Linked DNA regions of Macaca mulatta: region 2 is linked to region 1. A link is a contact called in public Hi-C data. All regions are on one chromosome and are shown on one strand. Each heading gives the region's core, a stretch centred on a gene start, on an enhancer-like site or on the middle of the called end of the contact. The rest is flanking DNA. Distances are from core to core; before and after follow the strand shown.

What was found. A called contact is a pair of places that touch in the nucleus more often than the background predicts.
Region 2: a Hi-C map of CD4 T cells shows a contact between it and region 1, with 4 times the contacts expected there. The contact joins the promoter of SLC17A7 here to the enhancer-like site in region 1. A contact is called at or near these places in 6 of 14 Hi-C or Micro-C datasets (CD4 T cells, blood, cortical neurons and 3 more).

The regions. Positions count from the first base shown.
Region 1 is chr19:61,668,903-61,674,151 of T2T-MMU8v2.0, reverse strand. No RefSeq gene overlaps it. Among named protein-coding and RNA genes, the nearest start is that of TRPM4, 61 kb to the right of the region's middle. Within about 2 kb of position 1,776, at least 7 of the 40 cell types and tissues checked have an H3K27ac peak or open chromatin away from gene starts, as enhancers often do. A contact at or near this core is called in CD4 T cells, where this site is marked.
Region 2 is chr19:61,866,042-61,871,240 of T2T-MMU8v2.0, reverse strand. SLC17A7 (solute carrier family 17 member 7) reads left to right here and starts at 1,447. Exons shown (of 12, transcript XM_077980934.1): 1 at 1,447-1,472. The coding sequence starts at 1,447.

The DNA of each region.
Region 1 (5,249 bases), core at 527-3,026:
TTCGAGACCAGCCTGGCCAACATGGCGAAACCCCGTCTCTACCAAAAATACAAAAATCAGCCGGGCGTGATGGTGCACACCTGTAATCCCAGGTACTTGGGAGGCTGAGGCAGGAGAATCGCTTGAACCCAGGAGGCGGAGGTTGCAGCGAGCCGAGATGGCACCACTGCACTCCAACCTGGGTGACACAGTGTCTGTTTCAAAAAATAAATAAATAAAGTGTGTGGATCAGGAAGAGGTGGGAAGGGGAAACCAGAAACCTTTTTGAGCCGATTCTTGAGGAAGATGATCCAACAATCAATAATACTAGACACCCGCAGATAGTGAAGAAGTTACAAAGTCCCATTGAATACCTTAAATATCAACTAAACTGCAATCAATGTCTTCCGGAGTTAGTGTTGGGGTTAGGTGGTTGCTGCCCCCTAGTGGACATCTTTAGGTTTAACATAGTGGAACGCGCCCAGCCGTTTAAGGGAACCCTTGTGAATCGAGGGCCCCATGAGCCAGAGAAATTGCCTCAGGCAGGGGAGTGGAGGCGAGTTTTCTCCAAATGGGGTAGCTGCTGCTGGGTGCGGTGCCTCACACTTGTAATTCCAGCACTTTGGGAGGCCGAGGCAGGAGGATCACTTGAGCCCAGGAGTTGAAGACCAGCCTGGGCAACACAGTGAGACTCTGTCTCTGAAAAAAAAATTTTTAAATTAACCAGGTGTGCTGGTGCATGCCTAGAGTCCCAGTTACTCAGGAGGTTGAGGTGGGAGGATCACTTGAGCCCAGGAGTTCCAGGCTGCAGTGAGCCACGATCATGCCACTGCACTCCAGCCTGGGCAACACAGCAAGACTGTCTCAAAACAGAAAATGAAAGAAACAGGGGTAGCTGTGACTTGTATGTAAAACTCAGATGACCTGAGGACCAGACCGGCTGTGCTCTTGGATGTACCCTTTACCTTTGGCCATTTCCAGTATTACTAGTGAAGTTCCAGTTAACCTACCTGAGAATGAGGGTATGAGGCTGGGGAGTTAAAGGCCTCCACAGGCCAGGTATTTGCTTTCAATGAGAGCTTAATAGCGATTCATAGTGGTTTTTTTTTTTTTTTTTTAATTGTTATTATTAAAAGAGACAGGGCCGGGCACGGTGGCTCACGCCTGTAATCCCAGCACTTTGGGAGGCCGAAGGGGTGGATCCCGAGGTCAAGAAATTGAGACCATCCTAGCCAACATGGTGAAACCCCGTCTCTACTAAAAATACAAAAGTTAGCTGGGGTGGTGGCAGACGCCTGTTATCCCAGCTACTCGGGAGGCTGAGGCAGGAGACTCACTTGAACCCAGGAGGTGGAGGTTGCAGCCGAGATGGCACCGCTGCACTCCAGCCTGGTGAGAGAGAGAGACTCTGTCTAAAAATAGATAAATAAAAATTAAATTAAATGTAAAAAATAGAGATGGGGTTTCACTATATCGCCCAGGCTGGTCTTGAACTCCTGGACTCAAGCGATCCGCCCACCTCCCAGTGTGAGCCGCGGCACTCAGCCTAGCTGCCTTTTCTTTTTAAAAGGGGTGTACTTGGTGGCCGTGTCAGGCAGGTGGCGCTGTGGCACTGGGAAACGGCTTCCCGGAGCACTCCAGCAGCCATTTAGTCATTAAAGCTGTGTTTCCTTTTCTACCGGGATCCCACATCGTTCCCGGTAAAGGGGAAGAGGGCAGCACATGCCACAGCCCCTGACCGATAGAATCCCCTGATAACGGGGCGTTCGTTGTTTGAGCATGTAAGACATCAGTACCAATTATACCCGCTCAGTCGTGGAAACCACACAGCAGGACGTTAAATTGGCCCAAAGCGCCACACCCAACTAGAGCACTTCAGCTTCCCTTCCCACTGCGAGCCTGATTCGTTGAATTCAGGCGCTTGAACCGAGAAGTCTGTGGGTCAGGGACCACAGCCTCAGCCCTGGAGCAACTTGGGGCTGGGGAGTAGCCTAGGGGGACAGCAAAGGCAGGGGGAAAAAACTCACTGTTGGTCTGGCGTGGTGACTCACACCTGTAGTCCCAGCACTTTGGGAGGCCAAGGCGGGCGAATCACTTGAGGTCAGGAGTTCAAGACCAGACTGACCAACATGGAGAAACTCCGTCTCTACCAAAAATACAAAATTAGCCAGGCGTGGTGGTGCACACCTGTAGTCCCAGCTACTCGGGAGACTGAGGCAGGAGAATTGCTTGAACCTGGGAGGCGGAGGTTGCAGTGAGTGGAGATCATGCCATTGCACTCCAACCTGAGCAACAAGAGTGAAACTCCATCTCAAAAAAACAAACAAGCAAACAAAAGGCCGGGTGCGGTGGCTCACGCCTGTAATCCCAGCACTTTGGGAGGCTGAAGTAGGTGGATCACCTGAGGTCGGGAGTTCGAGACCAGCCTGGCCAACATGGAGAAACCCCGTCTCTACTAAAAATACAAAATTAGTCAGGCGTGGTGGCGCATGCCTGTAATCCCAGCTACTCGGGAGGCTGAGGCAGGAGAATTGCTTGAACCCAGGAGGTGGAGGTTGCAGTGAGCCGAGATCTCACCATTGCACTCCAGCTTGGGGGATGAGAGCAAAATTCCATCTCAAAAATAGGACAGTGGGGACCCCTATTGCTGGCCATCCTCCTCTACTTGGATGAGAGAATTCCCTACTGGATCCTAGGGATTCTTCTTATATATATATATAAGAAGAAAATATATATATATATCTTATATATATATATATATATTTTTTTTTTTTGAGACGGAGTCTCGCTCTGCCGCCCAGGCTGGAGTGCAGTGGCCGGATCTCAGCTCACTGCAAGCTCTGCCTCCCGGGTTCACGCCGTTCTCCTGCCTCAGCCTCCCGAGTAGCTGGGACTACAGGCGCCCGCCACCTCGCCCGGCTAGTTTTCTGTATTTTTTAGTAGAGACGGGGTTTCACCATGTTGGCCAGGATGGTCTCGATCTCCTGACCTCGTGATCCGCCCGTCTCGGCCTCCCAAAGTGCTGGGATTACAGGCTTGAGCCACCGCGCCCGGCTCTTCTCATATTTTTGAACCAGGCCCATGGAGGCCCTGTCCTTCCAATTCCAGAAAGCCACACCTTTGTCAACATCCCATCCTCTTCAACACTACCAGGTCCGGACTTTCATTTTGTCCTACTTACAAGCCAGCCTGGGCCGGGTGCGGTGGCCTCATGCCTATAATCCCAGCACCTTGAGAGGCTGAAGCAGGAGAATCTCTTGAGCCCAGGAGGACCAATAGTTTGTCTTTTTTAAGCTATGAGATGTCCCTTTAAGCTGCGGCCCAGCTAGTCCTCGTGATGATGATTGGGATAACAGGGCCTTTGTTATCGCAGTCACAGCTAACTAAGGGCAGGTGAGCATTGTCCTCATTCAACACCCACCTGCCCTTAGTTAGCTTCGACTGGACGGCAGCTGATACAACACAACAATGCAAGCCATTACCCAAAAGCCATTTCTTCCAAAGAATACGTAAGGCCGGGCGCAGTGGCTCACACCTGTAATCCCAGCACTCTGGGAGGCCAAGGCAGGAGAATCGCTTGAGCCCAAGAGTTCCAGACCAGCCTGAGCAACATAATGAAAGCCCATCTCTGGGCAATGTAGCCATACCCTGTCTCTACAAAAAATAAAAAATTAGCTGGGCACAGTGGCATGCACCTGTAGTCCCAGCTACTCGGGAGGCTGAGGTGGGGGAATCACTTGAGCCCAGGTTGGAGTGCACCATTGCACTCCAGCCTGGGTGACAGAGTGAGACCCTGTCCCTAATTCAGTCAATCAATAAAATAAAAAACAAAAATAAAACAAGCTACCCCATTACTGTTTCACAAATGTTGCCAGAAGACACAAGACTCCTGGGCCAGAGACAAATAACTTTATTACTCACCAGCCAGCAGGCAGCATGAGCATCAGCGCCTTCGTATTCGTTCTCCTGGACTCCGAGGTCCCACGGAGGTTGATGCAGACGTCTATAATTCCGTGGGTTCTGAAGAAGATAAAGAGCTCCTGGGTGGAGCTAGATTTTAAAAAGCTCTTGCTAAAGAGGCTCCCACTCAAATGCGGCCATCTGTCTGGTCACTTGCTACAGCCGCATTAGTGAAATTTCCACACGTGAGATGTGGCATCTTCAAGATCCAAAAAAGCTTATCAGTAGCGACACCTTTGTAGTCGGAGGTGGCAGGACCAACAGTTTGTCTTTTTTAAGCTATGAAATGTCCCTTTAAGCTGCGGCGCAGCTAGTCCTCGTGATGATGATTGGGATAACAGGGTCTTTGTTATCGCAGTCACAGCTAACTAAGGGCAGGTGGGCATTGTCCTCATTCAACACCCACCTGCCCTTAGTTAGCTTCGACTGGACGGCAGCTGATACAACACAACAATGCAAGCCATTACCCAAAAGCCATTTCTTCCAAAGAATACGTAAGGCCGGGCGCAGTGGCTCACACCTGTAATCCCAGCACTTTGGGAGGCCAAGGCAGGAGAATCGCTTGAGCCCAAGAGTTCCAGACCAGCCTGAGCAACATAATGAAACCCCATCTCTATAAAACAAACAAACAAAAAAGTAAAACTTAGCCGAGTATAGTGGTGTGCACCTGTAATCCCGGCTACTCAGGAGGCCAAGGCAGGAGGATCATTTGAGCTCAGGAGTTTGAGACCAGCCTGGGCAACATAGTGAAATCTTGTCTCTACTAAAAAATTTTTTTATATTGGCCAGGTGCAGTGGCTCACGCCTGTAATCCCAGCACTCTGGGAGGCTGAGGTGGGCAGATCACGAAGTCAGGAGATCGAGACCATCCTGGCTAACACAGTGAAACCCTGTCTCTATTAAAAATACAAAAAATTAGCCAGGTGTGGTAGCGGGCGCCTGTAGTCCCAGCTACTTGGAAGGCTGAGGCAGGAGAATGATGTGAACCCGGGAGGCGGAGCTTGCAGTGAGCCAAGATCGCACCACAGGCCGGGCGCGGCGGCTCAAGCCTGTAATCCCAGCACTTTGGGAGGCCGAGACGGGCGGATCACGAGGTCAGGAGTTCGAGACCATCCTGGCTAACACGGTGAAACCCCGTCTCTACTAAAAAATACAAAAAACTAGCCGGGCGAGGTGGTGGGCGCCTGTAGTCCCGGCTACTCGGGAGGCTGAGGCAGGAGAATGGCGTAAAAACCCGGGAGGCGGAGCTTGCAGTGAGCTGAGATCCGGCCACTGCACTCCACCCTGGGCGACATAGCGAGACTCCGTCT
Region 2 (5,199 bases), core at 198-2,697, 200 kb before region 1:
CCGCTGGAGGAGGCCAAGTAACTCATTCCCAGGTCTTGAAAAAGTGTGGGGCTGGGTCCTTTCCTCCTTCCTTGGTTTCCATGGCGATGGTTTCGGCAAAGGCCCAGGTTTTGGCAGCGGCGGGGCCCGCTTCCCACTCCCTCCTCTTCACCATCTGCTCCACCCTCACACCTGGCCCCGAGCCGCAACCACCGCCTCCGCACCCCGGCCGGGAACTCTGCAGCCACTGGGTGGCGCGTGTGAGCGGCTCCCGCGCTGGTACTTCACCCCACGAGTCCCGGTTCCTACCTCGGTTCTGCCTCAGACCCGCAGCGTCCTTCGTTCTGGGGTCCCAGGGGTTTCTCAAAACTGTGAGACCCAGAGACCCAGCCAGTCAAGGCTGGAAGCGAGAGGCTGCGGCGGTCAGTGGCTTCCCGGCCACCCAGTACTTGGCGCCCGCCCGCCGCGCCGTCTGCTCCTCCCACCCCACCGCGGGCCGCATCATGAAAATTTAATTCCAAATGCATTTGCGGCCCGACGCGGGGAGGTAGTAGGGAAAGGATCACCCTCCTGGGGCCTGGATCTGGAGGTGGACTCAGCGCCGGGAGATGGGCTGGTCTGAGGACAGGAGCGGGGCGGGACCCTGTCTGCGGGCCCAGGACAGGGAAGGGCGGGGCTCTACCCAGCGGGGCGGGGCTGGAATTCAGGGGTGGAGACAGAGTTCGGTGGGCGGGGACAGATTCCTGGGGGTGTGGGCAGGACTGGGAGAGCAGGGACGGATCACAGGGTCAGAAGTCGGAGGGCGGGGACAGATCCCATGGGGCGGGGGCAGGACTGGTAGGGCGGGGACAGTTCCCAGGGGCGGAGGCCAGAGCTTGGTGGGCGGGGTCAGATTCCGGGGGCGGGGACAGGACTGGGAGGTCGAGGACAGATCCCAGTGGCGAGGGTCAGCAGTCGGAGGGCGGGGACAGATCCCATGGGACGAGGGCAGGGAGGGTAGGGACAGATCCAGGGGGCGGGGAGAACTGGGAGGGCGGGCACAGATCCCAAGGACGGAGTCCAGAACTCGGTGGGTGGGGACAGATTCCGGGGGGCAGAGAGAGATCCAGTGGGGAAGGGGTAGAACTCAGATAGCACGAACAGATTCCAGGGGGCAAGAACAGGACTGAGGGCGGGGACAGATCCCAGGGACAGATCCTAGGAGGAGGGGACACAACTCCAAGAATGGGGAGAGAACTCAGAGGGTGGAGGCAGAACTCAGGTCAGCGACAGATCCTAGGGGAGTAGACAAATTCAGAGGGCGGATGAGGATGCCAGGGGGCGCGGATCACAATTTAGGGGGCGGGGACAGATCTCCAGTGGGTGGAGACAGAACTCAAATAGCGGAATGGATCCCCCGGAGCTAGGGAAGAACTCAGAGCGCGGATAGATCCCAGAGGAGCGGGGAAATAACACAATGGGGAGACTATGGGGTCGCAGCTGGCACTGGTGGGGTGTGTGAAATATAACTGTGGGGGACGGAAGCCAGAGGGAAGAAAATCGGGGTTAGGGAATGAAGCTCATCGAGAGAAGCAACAGGGAGGAGAGAGGCGCCAGAGGGAGAATAGAGTTGGAGGAGTGTGGGATTCAAAGGGGAAAGATGGAAACTCAGGAGGAGATGGAGCTCAAGGGTGAAGAACCCAGGTGGCGAAAGGGACTAGAAGGGGACGACGGGTGGATCGAAGTAGGCGTTGGACTTGAGGGGAAAAAATTTCCCTTGAATGAGATAAGAAAGAACTCCCTGGATGAGACTATTGGAACTGGGGACGAGGTGGGATGGGGATGGAATTGGGGGATGGGGGCGGGGAGGGAGTCCAGGGGTGAAGGAACTGGAGGATGAACGCAGAGGGAAAGTCAGAGAAGACAGGATTGTAAGGGACGAAATTAGGGGGAACAGAAGTGGGGGAGAGAAATGATGGGGATGAGAACTCAGGAGAGGAGAGAAAATCTGGGTAGGAGCCAGGGGGATGGAACGGGGATGGGGGGGTAGCTTGGGGAAGGAACAGAACTGGGGGGCGTGAACTCGGAGGTGTGAGTTCAGAACCCAGAGGCGTGGTATTAGAAGGCTCAGGAGGAAACAGGACGAGGATGAAAAGGCTGCGAGAGGGGGCGGGTCTGGCAGACGAGGGGAGGGGCCTGGTGGGGCTGGGGCGGGGCCTCCCGCGCCCCGCCCCCGGCGCTGAGTCCTGTGACAGCCCCCGGGCCGCCTGCACTCGCAGCCTCCTTCCCCCCGAGCGGAGCTGCGGGGCCGGCCGGGCCGGGGCGGACCCCGGGAACCCGGACGCGGCCGCCCGGGCCCGCGGGCGGGGGGATCGGCGGGGGGGAACCGGCGGGGTGACCCGCGGCGGGAGCCGCCACCATGGAGTTCCGCCAGGAGGAGTTTCGGAAGCTAGCGGGTCGTGCTCTCGGGAAGCTGCACCGGTGAGCCTGGCAGGGGTCCCGGGAGGAGAAGAGTGGGAGGATCCGAGGAGGATGCTAATTCCCACCTGGGCGCAGACTGACAGATGAACGGGCGATACCCCGGCATGGGGGTCCACCCATCTGTCCAGTTTTCTCCCGTGGGCTCCGACGGCGCCGTTCTCCCTGACTGAGCCTTGTCCATTATCCTGTTCATTTTTCTGCACCCCACCCCACCCTGCTCCACTCTTTCTCTGGTGCTGTAAATCCCTCTCTCCCGGGTCTCTGGCTCCCTCCCCCACCGCTTCTGGGTCTCTGTCCCCGTCTCTTTCTGGATGTCTCTGCCTCCTTTCTCTCTGGGTCTCCGTCTCCCTCTTTTTCTAGATCTCCACTCCCTTCTCTCTGGGCCTCTCCTTCTCCCTAGATCTCTGCCTCCGCTTCTTTGCATCTCTGTGCCCCTCTCTCTGGTTCTCTGGCCATTACTCTCACTGGATCTCTAACAACCCCTGACTCGGAGTCTCTGTCCCCCTCTCTCTGGGTCTCTCCTGTTCCCTGAATCTCTGGTCCCCACTTCTCTGGATCCCTGTCCCTGTCTCTGGGTTTTAATTCTTCCACCATGGGTCTCTCCATCTCTCTGTGTCTCTTTCCGTTTCTGCCTGGCATGGAGTTTAATCTGCAGCTAAAGCGGATTGGGGCTCATAGCCCATTGTCCTTGAGGGGGTTAAGCTGGATGGAAGAAGTCAGAGCACCCTGGGTCCCTGGGAGAGAAAGGAGTTAGAGGCCAAAAATTTCAGCTCCTGGGGAAGAACAGCCTTCCCAAAGGATATAGGCTGGGGTTGAGAGGGACTCCCTCCCAACCAGGTTGATGACCCCAGTGACCCGAGTGTCCCTCAGGATAACCTGGACACCTCCCCACAAGCTCTCACCCCCAACTCCAGCTTTGGCTCTAAGTCAGATAAATTACTCAGCTGCGGAAAAGCCTAAAAATATATCTGGCCACAGTGCACGAAGGAGATGGCCTCATCAGCACCATGCCCCTGCCGCCATGCCCTCAGGCCCTGTCCCCTTGGCCCACAGCCCTGACCCTGTCTTTCACTGAGCTTCAGTCCACCTCACTAGGCCATGGGGTACTTTGCTAAGTCTAACATCAGTCTTGCTTGCTGCAGATCACCTCTTAGCTCCAAAGTTACCCCACCCTCTGGTAACATGAGAGACAAGAATAAGGCTGGACAGAAGTGGGGGGGGGGGCGCAGGAGGATGGCGCAGTGACGGAGGTTGGCGGTGGAGGGGAAGCTGAGATAACCTCGCCCCTTCTGTTTCCAATTTTCCAGCCCCTCCCCACCCTTTTTCTCGCCTCCTTTCACGAGTTTCTCAAAATACATCAGTGTGAAGTCAGGAGAATGAGAGAGAGAGAGAAAGAGACGTGCTGGTGGAGGGGGCTGGGGGGTAGCAGCGGCAGGGATGTGTACCTCAGGCCCCCTCCCTCAGTCTCTGCCTGTTTCTCAACTGTGCTTGGGTTTCTCACAGTCAATCTCCCCTGACTCTCAGCTCTCTGAGTTACCTCTTGGGTCTCCAGGGACCCCCGAGCTCTGGCCAGGACCATCAGCAGGGAGTTTGTGCAGAGAAGAGCATTTGCTTCCAATGCCTGGGGTTTGCTCTGATGGTTGGAGGGAGAGCGGAATACCCCATATTAGAGACAACGCGTTGATCCCATTTAATCCTCTAGACAAAGATGGGGAAACTGAGGCTCCTTTCTGGGGTTGGGGGGAATCAGTGAATGAGTACAAGCTCCATGATTTGAACCCAGGTCGGTCTCCCTCCCAAGCCTAGAACAGAGATCTTCCTTGAGATGAGTGATGCCACAGCTGGTGGGGAGCTTCCTTGCACCCAGAGTAACTTGGGACAAGGACATGGGGGAACGGGATGCTAGAGAGAAGAGAACCCAAGGTGCCTCCTTTCTGAGAGCCAGGTCTTGGGCAGGGGGATGCCGAGGGCCATTAAGGGATCAGGTCCCATTGCTGTTCTTGTCTGTGATCTTGGAGTGCTACTTCAGCTCCCCGAGCCTCAGTTTCCTTAGTTGTACAATGGGAAGAGAAGAGAGAGCAGAGGGACATAAGGAGACACAGACGTAGGGGAGTGGACAGAGATCCTGAGAGAAGCAGAGACAGAGAGAGAGAAGTTGAGATATCTCGATTTGGGGTAATGGCCTCCTAAGTGTTGCTTTTCCTCATTGCCAAGTCCCCAGGCCTGAGTTTGGGGCATCCAGGGAAGGGAGGGGGTTTCCATCTAGGGTCTCCCCTCTCTGTCCTTGTCCCCTGCAAAGCATCAGGGACACCTTCATCTCTGTATCCTTGGTCCTCTTGCTCTAAAATGATTGATATCACCTTGAAGTTCCCTCTTGCATTCTCTTGCATTTTTGCCCTTGCCCTCATTTCATAGATGTGGGATACTGAGACCCCCTGTTTAGACAGCCTTGATTAGAGATCTGACATCTCCTCATATTAACAAGGAATCTCACATTTCAGGGGCTGCAATCACATCTTGAGTTTCAGGGTCAAATATCATCTGATGTCAACCTGGGTCAAAGTCTAATCTCATTGGGTGACATGTTCTGATGGGTGGGGGGAGTTCCTGCCATCCTGTACTATTCATCCTAGTGGCTTCTATCCCCCCTATTTCTGGCTGTCTGTCTTCTTCCTCTTGTGGTCTCATTCCTACTCCTTCTGGGTTCTGTCCACTCCCCGGCTTCTCCCACCCCTGTTTCTTAACTGCCCCTCCCCACCT